Regions from separate parts of the Triticum aestivum genome. Here regions 1 and 3 are each linked to region 2. Evidence: chromatin contacts called from public Hi-C data. All regions are on one chromosome and are shown on one strand. The core of a region is the stretch at or near the end of the contact, and the rest is flanking DNA. Distances in the headings are between cores, read along the strand shown. Region 1 holds the start of LOC123044281 (LRR receptor-like serine/threonine-protein kinase RPK2). Region 2 has its middle 55 kb from the start of LOC123044280. Region 3 holds the start of LOC123044279 (phosphatidylinositol glycan anchor biosynthesis class U protein).

The links. A called contact is a pair of places that touch in the nucleus more often than the background predicts.
Region 1: a Hi-C map of leaf shows a contact between it and region 2, with 3 times the contacts expected there. The contact joins the promoter of LOC123044281 here to the enhancer-like site in region 2. A contact is called at or near these places in 2 of 5 Hi-C or Micro-C datasets (both in leaf).
Region 3: a contact with region 2 is called in a Hi-C map of leaf, with 2.5 times the contacts expected there. The contact joins the promoter of LOC123044279 here to the enhancer-like site in region 2. A contact is called at or near these places in 2 of 5 Hi-C or Micro-C datasets (both in leaf) and 1 of 1 datasets of contacts at active chromatin or transcription factors (leaf).

The regions. Positions count from the first base shown.
Region 1 is chr2B:190,776,993-190,781,173 of IWGSC CS RefSeq v2.1, forward strand. LOC123044281 (LRR receptor-like serine/threonine-protein kinase RPK2) reads right to left here and starts at 2,262. Exons shown (of 1, transcript XM_044466986.1): 1 at 1-2,262. The coding sequence starts at 2,197.
Region 2 is chr2B:190,579,650-190,583,946 of IWGSC CS RefSeq v2.1, forward strand. No RefSeq gene overlaps it. Among protein-coding and RNA genes, the nearest start is that of LOC123044280, 55 kb to the right of the region's middle. Within about 2 kb of position 2,067, at least 8 of the 8 cell types and tissues checked have an H3K27ac peak or open chromatin away from gene starts, as enhancers often do. A contact at or near this core is called in leaf, where this site is marked.
Region 3 is chr2B:190,421,485-190,425,850 of IWGSC CS RefSeq v2.1, forward strand. LOC123044279 (phosphatidylinositol glycan anchor biosynthesis class U protein) reads left to right here and starts at 2,285. Exons shown (of 15, transcript XM_044466983.1): 1 at 2,285-2,485; 2 at 4,034-4,187; 3 at 4,281-4,328. The coding sequence starts at 4,055.

The DNA of each region.
Region 1 (4,181 bases), core at 1,012-3,511, 200 kb after region 2:
GCAAAGGATTTCCAATAATGCTGTCACATCCAACTGCACTGCTATTTGTTGGCACTGGACCAGACAAATTGTTGAATGACACGTTAAACATGGTAAGAGATGCCGCATTGGCAAATTCAGCTGGTATCTTCCCAGTAAGTTTATTATTATCAAGGAGGAGGGCAGTGAGATTTGTCAAGTCAGCGAGTGCACGAGGGATCTCTCCAGCGAGGAGGTTTGAGGACAGGTCCAAAACCTTCAGAGACTGCAGCTGATTAATATCATTTGGAATAGTTCCATTTAGAAGGTTATGACCCAAAGAAAGTAGCTCCAAATGCGGTAAGCTCTTGACAGAAGTCGGAATTTCACCACGAAGCTGGTTCCTACTCAAATCCAGGCTGATAAGATAAGTCAACTGTCCAATACTTGGTGGTATCAAACCAGAAAGGCGGTTACCAGCAGCACCAAGAACAACAAGAGAACTGCACAATGATCCAATCTCTATAGGAATACCTCCTGTTATCAGGTTGTTGCTAACGTCCACCATGAAACCCCTTGAACTGTTGCACTTACTGAATAGGCCAGGTTGCAACTCACCAACAAGATTATTCCCATCAGCAAGGAAAGCATAGGACCCCTGCATTCCCAGCTTCTCGGCAGCAATCGGCAAGGATGTCACTGTTCCAGTAAAATTGTTCTGGGCAAAACTATGGCAACTCGTCAAATCCATAGCCATGACTGCTGACGATGAAAAGAAGCCTGCCATCGCCTGATATGCAAAGAAGGAAGAGTATTCTGACACCAGGTCATCAAATGGGAGCTGAGATGAAGGGCAATCCTTTGAGAGAAACACTGGAATCGAGCCAGACAGTCGGTTTCCGCTGACATCAAACACATCCATGCAGGGCACAGGAAGTGATGCGTCAACTGAACCTGTTAACTTGTTCGAGCTCAAATTCAGGAACTTAAGATGCTTGCAGTCCAACAGCCCTTTAGGAATTCCACCAGAGATTAGATTCTCTCCCAAGTTCATCATCTCCAAGCTATGGCAAGAAGTCCAGTTCCCCGGCAACTCCCCCTCCAGCGTAGCCCTTGGCGCCCATAACACCCTCAGCTTCGGCAACGCAGCAACAACATCCGGAATCCCTCCCTCGAAATAGTTGAAGTCCTCAACATCCTCACCATCCGATGCATTCAAACCACCAACCAGCGCATAAGGGTTGGACAGCACTAGCACTGAAATTTCAACACAACCACCGAGCTCCGCTGGCACAGGGCCGCTCAGACTGTTCCTCGACACATCCAAAGCACGCAAATTGCTGAGGCGTCCGATCTCCGGCGGGATGACGTCATCCAGCAGGTTGGAGGAGAGCAAGAGCGCCTCCAGCTTGCTGCAGTTCCCCAAGCTCCGGGGGATGCCGCCGACGAGGAGGTTCCCGGAGAGATCGAGGAACTGCAGGCTGCGGCAGCCGGCACCGCCCAGTTCGTCCGGGATGGCGCCGCCCAGGCGGTTGGATGCAAGCGAGAGGCGCCGCAGCACCAAGAGCGAGCCGAGCGCGGCGGGCACGGAGCCGTTGAGCTGGTTGTAGGCGAGGTCCAGCGTCTGCAGCGCGGCGCAGGCGAGCGACGGCGGGATCTCGCCCTGGAGGCGGTTGCCGGAGAGGTCGAGCACGAGGAGGCGGCGCAGCGACCAGATCGCGGCGGGGAGCGAGCCCGAGAGCGCGTGGGAGGGGAGCGCGAGCACGCGGAGGCCGCGCAGCGCCGCGACGGACGGGGAGAGCGCGCCCGCCAGGCGGCGGCCGGGGGAGGAGGAGACGTTGAGCGCCACGACCTCGCCGGACGCGCCGCAGGACACGCCCGGCCAGAGGCAGTGGTCGGCCGACGCCGGGGACCAGTCGCGGAGGAGCCCGCCCGGGTCGGCGGTCACGGCCGCCTTGAACCTGAGCAGGGACCCCCGCTCGCCGCCGCCGCCGCCAGACGCGCGAACGGCCGTGACGAGCAGCAGCAGCAGCATGTGTAGGGTTTGGGAAAGCATGGTGGCCATGGGACGCGGCGGCGGCGGGTGCCGCCGTCGCAATGGAGTGAGACAGTGGGGGAGGCCCGGGACCCGGTGCGGGAGCACGGCGGCGGGGACCTCGGCTGGGGCGGAGCTCCGCGTCGCGAGCCGTCGGGTGGTGGGGGTGGCGTGGGGTTTGCTTGGGTTGGAAGCTCGGGGCATGTGGGCGAGCTGGGCGCAGCCGCACAGTAGCACTGGCACTAGCACGGTGCGACCGTGTGGGGCGAGTGTGGTTGGCACTTGCCAGGGAGGGAGACCCTGGTTGGCTGTCCCATTGACTCTGGTTACCCATTTTGGCTGCTTGGCCCCGGGCTTTTGTTTAACAAAAATGCTAGACATACAAAGACTTACATGCTTTTACACGCTCCTTTCATCTAACAACCAATCACAAACCTTTTCCCTCTTGATTTTCAGGGGCGTGGGCTGCCCCGCTCACCTATTGATCAATCAAGGTTAATCATCCTGTAAAAGCCTGTAAATCGTTTGTACGTGTAGCATTGCCGTTTGTTTAATGAGACTTTCTTTTAGGGGATTAATAGTGAGACTTATTCCTGTCAAAAAAATAATTGCTTGTTATTTTGGGCTAAGTGAGTTTTCAGTTAGTGTAAACAAACAGTGGGTTCCCAGTTACTCCACATTAACATGATTTATTCGGACCTCGCAAAACACATACTCCCTCCGTTCCAAAATAGATGACCCAACTTTGTACTAACTTAGTACAAAGTTGGGTCATCTATTTTGGAACGGAGGGAGTAGTTTTTTAGGGTCACAATATCATGAATTTGAGAATCAATATTCAAGGCATTTTTGAAAAAAGAAAATGGTGACTGAATATCATGTGAGGAGGCTAAAAGGGATTGCCAACAACAATGGCTTGTGTGTGTTGGTGTGTAGGGGGGCGTCGTGGCCCCGTGGTATAGAGGGGTGCACAGGCGAAGTGGCAAAGTTGTGCATTATCGACAATGATACTTGGATGTGTCCATGCCGGCATGTAGTATAGTGGGTGTGGTAGCCACCAAGACGAAAAGCATATGAGAGAGAATAAGAAGACATGAGATATTTATTAGTATTAGTGAAGACATGTGGTGACCCATTGATAGGGTCTTAATGCCTCGGAGAATGATATAGACAAACTAGGGAGTCCGTTGTTTTAAGTGCTATCACCAATCATTGCTACGGGAAAACTCGTTCACGGTTCTTAGGCTAGCCATAGTGGGGGTAACTTAGGTAGTAATATACATGCCACATAAGCAAAAAAGATGATGTGTCAGATAATTAATGAAGAGAGAGGCAAATAGAGTAACATAATATGTTACCATCACATAGCGGTTCCCAATGCAATGAGTCTACAAAATAATAAATAAGGTGATGCATGACACTACACATATGTTACTACCCATTATAGAGGTAGTAACATAGACTACTAACATATGCATGTTACTAGTCTAAATTACTCCCCACTATGACCAGCCTTAGTGATAGACATATGTTTCACAGTTCTTAGTGTGTGTGTCTATATACACACACATATGTATACATAATCATATCAATATGGATAGAAAATCGCTGGCTAGCATATTAATAAATATTTGTCAAATCATGCTCGTGATTTACCTAACTAATTTTAGTATTTTATTTTCTAATCACATATTATCTTATCAAAGTTAAAGGGTTTTTAAGAAAAATCGGTGGGAGAAAACGAGATAGGAGGAGAAAATCAAAATAAGAAAGCAAGGAAGGACGTACGTAAGGTTGAATGAAATATTTTGGCAGGAAAGAAAACCTTATGTCTTGTTCAAGTAGTATATAATAAACTAATATAAAACTCTTTACAGGTCACTAATTAGTAACTAAAAAATATCTTATTTAGTGATTAAAAAATCTTATATTAATTTACGGAGTATTTAGGTAGTACTCCTTCCGGACCAAAATGTAAGACGTCTTTGTAGTTTAATTTAAAACGTCTTATATTTTGATACAGAAGTAGCATTAGAGATTAGAGAAGAAATTTACGTGTTTTAAAGAACCTTGGGATTTCATAAAATGTTGTGAATTAAAAATACACGCCTTTTTATAAACTGTCTGTGAATTGTGAAAATATCCATGGTTTCAAACAATCTTCATGCATTTGAAAAAGTTTTGCGGA
Region 2 (4,297 bases), core at 817-3,316:
AGGCACCATGGCTGAAGATACATTTGGTATGAATCCTGGCCAGTGCCATAAATTCCGCGTCCTTCTCCAGCTCTTCGAGATCTTCCTCTAGAACGACGTCCTCCTCTTCATCCTCGCGAATGTTTAGGTATTTGAACTTTCCCCCCAGGTCCCCGGCTTGAGTTGTAACACCAACCTGAGCTGAAGACCTATCCTCTTCCTCCTTCCTTCCTTCCCCTAACACGCCCTGCGAGCCATCGCCAAGAACAACTCGACTCTTGCCAGCCCCACCGCCAACATCCGAGGTTGCTGAATTTCCACTCGCCATATTCCAATGTTGCCTTGTTCACGTGAACCACGACCAGGGCCGGTCTCCTTCTTGATGCTTGAACTCTCCTAGATGGAACCAGACGAAGTAGGCGATCCGATCTACTCCCTCCGTTCGGAATTACTTGTCGTGGAAATGGATGTATCTAGACGTATTTTAGTTCTAGATACATCCATTTCCGAGACAAGTAATTTCGAACGGAGGGAGTAGGTGAGGAGTTGACGAAGCCGAGTGGCCAGGTTAATCGCCTAGGAACCTAAACCCAAAACGGGTACGAGTCGCTTTTCAGTTTTAACTACTTTTGTCATGTCGGTCTTTACGTGACTTATACTTTAATATTTATGATATGAATGAGACACGTATTACCATAAAGAAAAAAACATGTGTCATCAATTTTGTTTGTTTGTTTGGCGTTTGGTGTATAAGCAGTTCTTATAAAACCCGAGAGAGTAGTCAGAATTGTGAAGTAGACTTGGCGATATTAAATATTGTTAGAGTTGGCAAGAAAACTTCGCACTAGCTAAGCCGAATCTTTGTTCAGAGATTAGCACTTACTGCATTCTTAAAAAAGGCATCAGCATTAGCATGTACTACTGCTGCTAACAATAATATCAGCAGCCTAACCACTACTTTGAAAGCGCAAGGTCGAACGCAACTTGGCGCCGTGCAACGAGCGGAGACGGGAGGACGCGGAGTAGATTATTAGGGTTTGAATCTGACAGCGTCCGATCGCCGTTTTTTTCTTCTTCCTTTCACCTTTTTTCTGTGGCGAACATCGTACAAAATCGATATCCCCAAGATCCTGCTCCCCGCCTCGCGGATTTGCCGGATCCCCTGCGAACGAGCCGCGTGTGGCTGTGGCTCTCCGTCGAGGTCCGGCAATTATTGGCTAGTCGCTGGTCAGCTCTGATGGCTGCGTGCCGGGTTTCGACGGATCATTTGTGAGCACGGATGCTTTAGACTGTTCTTCAGAGACACATCTTGGCTGGCTATACTTTCTGCCTAGCTGCTTGAGCTAAGCGTCCTTATTACGGTTGAGATCATCTGTATACTGTTGTAGAGATGAGCGTGTGTCTGTTCAGTACTGTCTGCATTTTCACCTTGTTATTGCAGCACTGCAGGGACAGTGTATTCGAAATCATCTGTATACCTGCGCGGCATCGACTGATGCCGAATGTACATTAGTCAAGCTGAAGAACATAAAGAACACCGGAAAAATTGACTGAGCTCATTTAACTGTCAAGTACGTGTTGAGCTGTTCCAGTAGCATGATTACAAACAAGTACGTGTTGAGCTACACAGATGGAATCCAGGAAAGAGATAACTACAGAGAACCCAGAGGTTTACACATGGAGGACGGGACCTCATACGACTATCTGTCTGTCGCCCACCCAGGCAACTCTTCCCGCCATACACACAGCCGGCTGGCCGCAGAGGATCCCTGACCCTCCCACCGGAAGACCACAAGCAAACGCTATCCGCCATCCACTTGTGGGCGGTTGGCCCCACCAAGGAGGACAGGCAGGCGCCCATCTCCGCCGTCCGTTCGCCCCCTCCGGGCCTTTCCCCCGACACGTGGATCTCCGCGCCGGTACGTCGCCGTCGCCCCCACCCGGGGGTGACGTGTCCGCCCACCGCAGACCCCGCGACAACACCCCACCTGCGCGCTTACCTCACCGCAGAATCACCCACAGGCCTCGTACCGCATGCGTGGCGCCAACCGCCGGGCCCGGGATCCGCGTGGCCCCGCGTGTCACTGGCCGCGGACGGGTCTCGAGGAACGAAAAGGGAGGGGCGCGACGGCAAAGCTGGCCTGCGTGTGGGGCGGTGAGCTGTCGTGGGACCCACGGGGGAGGAGGGAGGCCGCACGTGGCGCGCGATGCGGCGGCCTCACGCACACGTACCCGTACCGCCCGCCCGCCCGCGGGCTTTAAAAGCGGACGGATGCGCGGGGGGCGACGTGTCGCTGTGGCGTAGGCCCTCGGGGGTGGGACCCGCGGGGCGCGGCAAGTTGCAGCGGCTGTTTGTTGGGTGCCAGTTGCTGCCTGCTGGGTGCCCCTACAGGGTCGCGGAGAGCTACCCTCATCGCGTGGGGCCTCCAGCCGAGCCGACGCGAGCCGGCTCGGGGATGCTTTTTGATCTGGGTGTGGCTCGGCTTGGCGGCTTCGAGCTGGGAGAAACGAACGAGGTTACTGGATTGGCGCCGTGTTTCTTTTAACGCAGTATGTTAATGCACTCGATTGGTGCCGTAGGAAATACTACCTGGTACCGTGGGGCTCTTGTCTGTGGCATGAATGGTTCACGCACAAATTCGTGGATTTTCGGATAACGTCGTGCTGGTTCATGCTAAACTTGATATAGTATATACTATTGGAACATAAAAATCTTCCATTTTTCAACATACATCAATAAAATTATCATGAGATAAGAGTTATTCTTGCTTTGCTCCAAAATGTGCTTGTTTAACAAGAGACGGATCACGAAGGACCCGAACAGTCTTATAGATATTGCATTGCAGTTGCAAAATTCCAACTCGGTCCAAATACTTTGCCAAAAAAAAAACTCGAAGTCATCAACATGGTTCTCACACCTTATGGAGCTCGCCATCGCCAAGGACATAACCATTTGGATTGGGGGCTCGCCGTCGGTCCGTCGCCAACATAAGCCACACGAAGAAGAAACAAACGTTGAGTCACAACCACACATGGCCTTCCTTTCGGTATATTGGCCGGGAGGAAAACAGTTGCCATTCGGCCAAAACAGTCAGCATCGGAGCAACCAGAGATGCTACAAAACACCGCTCAAAAGAAGTGTGTGATAGAGCAGCAACATGTGCTTTGGATTAGACATCAGCACCCAATCTCCGACACGATGATGGACTCTAGGAGGATGGAAACAAGTGCACCTTGCCCTCCTCGGTTGGCTGAAGAAACATGAAACAAACGCCTCCACAATCACCAGATCCCATTGAGAGTGTAATCATACCCTTAATCTTGTTTTGATGTTAATGATATTAGTCCCTTTGGCATCATTGTGTAGGGATCATGGACCTACCAGGATATATATGACTCAAAAAGAAGCACACCTTCTTCTGTATCTTGAGTTATAGGGATCATGCACTATTAAGAGGGGCTCAAAGGGGTTCGTTGAAGATTTGCTCAAGTCAATATCTTTCCATGCACAACCTACACATACACAGCCCCAAAAGTGTCTAAGCCAAATCCTACCACCAAAATGACCATCCTCAGCTCAACAGTCGGATCGTCCAGGTTGCTACCTGGATCATCTAAGCTTTGCCTGAATCGTACGGACTGCGTCTCGGACTCGTCCGACTAGACCACCTGGAGCAACAGAAGGTTTTCTCTTAATGTGGATTGTCCAGGCATCTCCCCGGATAATACGGCCTTTGCCCGGATGGATACTAAGATAACATACCTTTCTAGGCTCGCCCAAATGTCCCAGACTAGGCCCCAGACGTCCGATCAGCCTATGATCTACCACATTATAGTTTGCACAAAGCCGGATGGTCTAGGTACCTTCTCGGACGTTCGGTCTTCCCCCTGATGTCCTGCCCGGACAAACACAAAGGACCAACATCACCTGACTATATTAGCTCAACTGCCAACGGTTGACTTAGTTGGACCATCTGGATTCCTAGCCGGATCATGCGGGTTCTTATCCAAACGGTCGGGCTCCTAACTTAAACAACACCTTTCTGAAGGAGCTATATATACCCGCCTACCGCATTGTTAGAGGGTTGACCACTATGCTCTAATTTGTCTCCAAGAACACAAGTGCTCCCTCTTAATCTCTCCCACACCCAATTCCCATACTCAATCTTAGATCCCGAAAAGATTTGTGAGGGTTTTTGAGAGAAATTCCACCAGGTGATATATCCACTCCATCTCCTTCTTTTGACTAAAGAAAATCATGATTTGAGCAAGTCTTGAGAATTTCCCCTTGGTTTTGTTATTCTTGGAGCTTGGAGAC
Region 3 (4,366 bases), core at 1,035-3,534, 160 kb before region 2:
TTGGTGTTCTCCTTCTTGTTCTTCCTATCACTTTCCTCCCTAGCATTAGTTGCTTTGGTGGGATTTGAGAGAGAAGGACTTCGGCACTCCGTGTGCCCTTGCCATTGCATTTGGTGCATCGGTTTGAGTTCTCCACGGTGATACGTGGAAGTTACAAGTTGAGAAGCTTATTACTCTTGGGTGCTTGGTACCCTTGAGCTTGTTCCTCTTGGGTGCTTGGGCGCCCTAGACGGTTGGTGGTGTTCGGAGCTCAATCATTGTGGTGTAAAGCTCTGGGCAAGCGTCGGGGTCTCCAATTAGGTTGTGGAGATCGCCCCGAGCAATTTGACGGGTACCGGTGACCGCCCCCAAGGGTTGCCAAAGTGTACGGGTTCGGTGACCGCCCTCAAGGGTTGCCATTTGTACGGGTTCGGTGACCGCCCTCAAGGGTCCCTTAGTGGAATCACGGCATCTTGCATTGTGCGAGGGTGTGAGGAGATTACAGTGGCCCTAGTGGCTTCTTGGGGAGCATTGTGCCTCCACACCGCTCCAAACGAAGATTAGCATCCACAAGGGTGTGAACTTCGGGATACATCGTCGTCTCCACGTGCCTCGGTTATCTCTTACTCGAGCTCTTTACTTATGCACTTTACTTTGTGATAGCCATATTGTTCTCTGTCATATATCTTGCTATCACATAGTTTCTTATCTTGCTTAGCATAAATTGTTGGTGCACATAGGTGAGCCTAGTTATTGTAGATTTTATGCTTGACAAATTAACCGCTAGGTTTATTCCGCATTTGTTCAAGCCTAAAACGTAATTATTTTAAAACACCTATTCACCCCCCTCTAGGCGACATCCACGATCTTTCAGCCTCCCACACAGAGAGCTGGACAAAGGACCGTGCCAACTGGGTCGGCCCAGTAGCACGCATGCACGACATGACACGGGCTAAACGGGTTGTGCCCAGCACAAGACACGACACGGGCTAAACGGGTTGTGCCCAGCACACGAGATGCACTGGCCAGTGCCCTGGGGGGCATAGAGGCTGGCAACAGGGGCCCACATATCTATACCGAATAATAAAAGGGTTATTGCTTCTGGCGGTACGTCATGAAAATTGCCCCCCAAAGTTACAAAATATTACCCACCAATGCCATCTATAAGTGACAAAAAACATTTTACACAGGAGAATCCCTCATCTGTGCCGGCCCATGTAGTAGGGATCTCCTATACTGCGCTCTGCGTGTTGGGAGAAGACGCAACACGTCCGTTTGGGCCGCCCCATGTCCGGGCGGCCTTTTTTCATTTTTTTTCCTTTTTCTTTTCTGTTTTCGTATGTTTCTACTTTAAATAATTTGGTATTTGAAAAAAAAATCTGATTTTTTAAAAATGGGAATTTAAAAATAAAATGTTTAATAAATCATAAAAAACTTGTGGATTGAAAAAAATATTTGCTTATTTGAAAAATGTTCAAAATTTAGAAAACAAATGTTCGAGAATCAAAAGATGTTCATGATTTTTGTAAAGTTCATGTATGAAAAAATATTAATGAAATTGAACAAAATTTCGCCAATTCAAAAAATGTTCATGAATGGAAAAGTATCCTAAAAATTCAAAAGTTGTTCGTGACTTACAAAATAGATTATACTTTCATGAAGTGTTTGCTGATTAGAAAAAGGATCATGCATTTCAAAAAATGTTCGTTAATTCAAAAAATAATAATTCATGAATTACAAAAACGTTCCACCAATTTCCAAAAAACGGTTCGTCAATTCTAGAAATGTTCGCCGATTCAAGAAAATTGTTTTTAAAAATTTCACAATTATAAAAATATATTTGTAAATAGTATTAAATATTCATGAATTCAAAAATGGTCTTGATTTTAGATTTTTTTGAAAATTTGTAAATGTGTTCACGAATTTGAAAAATGTTCATGATTTCAAATATGTTCATTAGTTTTAAAAAATCTTTATGATGTAAAAATTGTTCATGATTTAACGAAATTTAGAGTGATATCTCGGTGATGCAGCAAAATGTGGTCATGACCATTGAAGATTATAATTTTTCTTTCTGTTGCAACACACGGGCCCTTTTACTAGTATGACCTTAAAAGCTAAAAATCACACGACCCAACGTGCTAAAACGTGCCACGGGCTGGCTCGTTTACTAAGGGCGTGTTTGGTTTCTTGCCTCGCACCTGCATTGCACTCACCGTGCAATTTTCGCAACGTTTGGTAGGCTGTGCGTCGTTTTGGGCCAGGCCCGACTGATGCAAAATAGGCCCCCCAGCCAGGCTGAGCTCGCACGCAAGTTTCGGCCGTTTCCGCGAGTTTGCATCCGCGCCTGCACCCACGCGAGCGAAGAGGGCTAGGGTTTCTCTCCCTATCGATTCACACCCGCATTCGCGCCGCTCTCCCCACCCCTCTCCTCTCTCCTGCGAACGGATCTCGCCGCCCCGTCGCCTCGTGGGCACTCGCCGGCGCGCATCCTCTCCGCGCAGAGGTTGGACTCTCCTCCTCCCATCCCTCTTCCATCTGTCCCCATCCCTCTCGGATCCCTCTCATCTCTCTCTGCCCTTGCGCTGCTGCTTCTACCGATGCGGATGTGAGCAGGCGGCTAGGCGGAGTGCTGCCGTTCCCTGCACGCGTTTTGGCCGGAGCCGAGCTCCCGGCCATGGCCGCCGTGGCCGGCGCGGGCGTGTTTAGGTCGGAGCCGAGCTCCCAGCCATGGCCGCCGTGGCCATGGGAGCTGCTCCCCTCGCTCATGTACAGGCACGGCACCCACACGCACACATGCGCGTGCTCACGCGTTCACCCCTGCCCTCCACGCAGATGCAACCCACTACCGGGATGCACATGCATGGGATTAGCATGTACAGGCCGTGTCCTGAACCTCCTCTCCTAGATCTGTGTGATTAGCATGCATCTATGTGAGCTATTGGGCTAGTAATTTTTTTGATTATCATGGATCTGTGTGAGCTAACTTGTGGAAATTAGAAGGAATCAGTAGGTAGGAAAGAAAAGTGCATATATTTGTGAGCTAATTTTTTTGATTATCATAGATCTATGTGAGTTAACTTCCTGAACAATGTGTTCATGTATTTATTTTGTTTTGATGATGCAAATAATGTCAATATTATCAGTTCCCATGCCTTTATTAATTTATAAATATGTGCTGAATTTATATAGATGGATGACAACGGCAAGACCCGAGATTCGCTGATAGTGCAAGCTGCTGGTTTGGTTGCTGTTTTGTGTGCCTATATGGCCACAATAACTACAAGGGCTAGAATTACATTCTAGTATCAATTATGATTCCCTCAAAAAAAAGTATCAATCATGATGACATAATTGGACACAAGAAATTATGTGCAAAGTTATGTGTATGTGTTAATGTACGTGGCAGATAGCACTGTCATAATCCACCTGATAATCCATGAATATAAACCTTAAATTCGTAATGAGACTAACCAAAACATGGGGAATGGAGAAAAGGTACCTCAAATCGGCTGGCCCCTGCAACTGCACACCGCCGGCCGCAGGGCAGGACTGCTGCCGAGTGCGGAATGGGCGGCTGCCGGACGCCCAAAGGCAGGTGCACTAAGTCAATGAAGCTGCGTCCATATAGTACTCGTGTATACGACTAATATATAGTGGAGTGGTTTTCTTATTCTCTCCATAACAATCGTTTTAAATTGTGTAAGTACGAAACGAAACTCCTTATTTAACGTACCAGTGAAGAAAACTACTACTCCCTCTATTCCTAAATATTTGTCTTTCTAGAGATTTCAACAAGTGACTACATACGGTGCAAAATGAGTGAATCTACACTTTAAAATATGTCTACATACATCCGCATGTTGAGTCCATTTGAAATGCCTAGAAAGACAAGTATTTGGGAACGGAGGGAGTAGAATGCAAATTTTCGCTGTGTCCAATCAGGTGAATTATGATTTAACACAGAATTTGCTGTGTCCAATCAGGTGGATTATGATAGTGCTATTGGTAAATTATAATTAGTATGTTAACATGTCATATTTGCAAATCCTAGATCCGCCACTGATCAGCGGCAATGGCGATCCGACACTACTGGTCGATGGCTGTCGCGGCCGTCGGGTTCCGCCTCGTTCTGGTGCTCTTCGGCGGAGACCTCCACCTTGCCTCCCGCCCGGAGGTCTCCACCCCCCTCACGTCCCTCCGCCGCCGTAAGCACACCTCCTTGCTCTCAGTCCTTCCCCTGCAAACCCCATCCCTTTTGTGATGTCGGCATTCTCGTTTGCCTCCTGTGTATGTTGCAGTGGCAGAAGGATACTGGCTGAAGCAAGCGTCCATGTCACCCTATTCCGGTACGTTACGCACCTCGCCTCTTTGCTCGCTTTGCCAA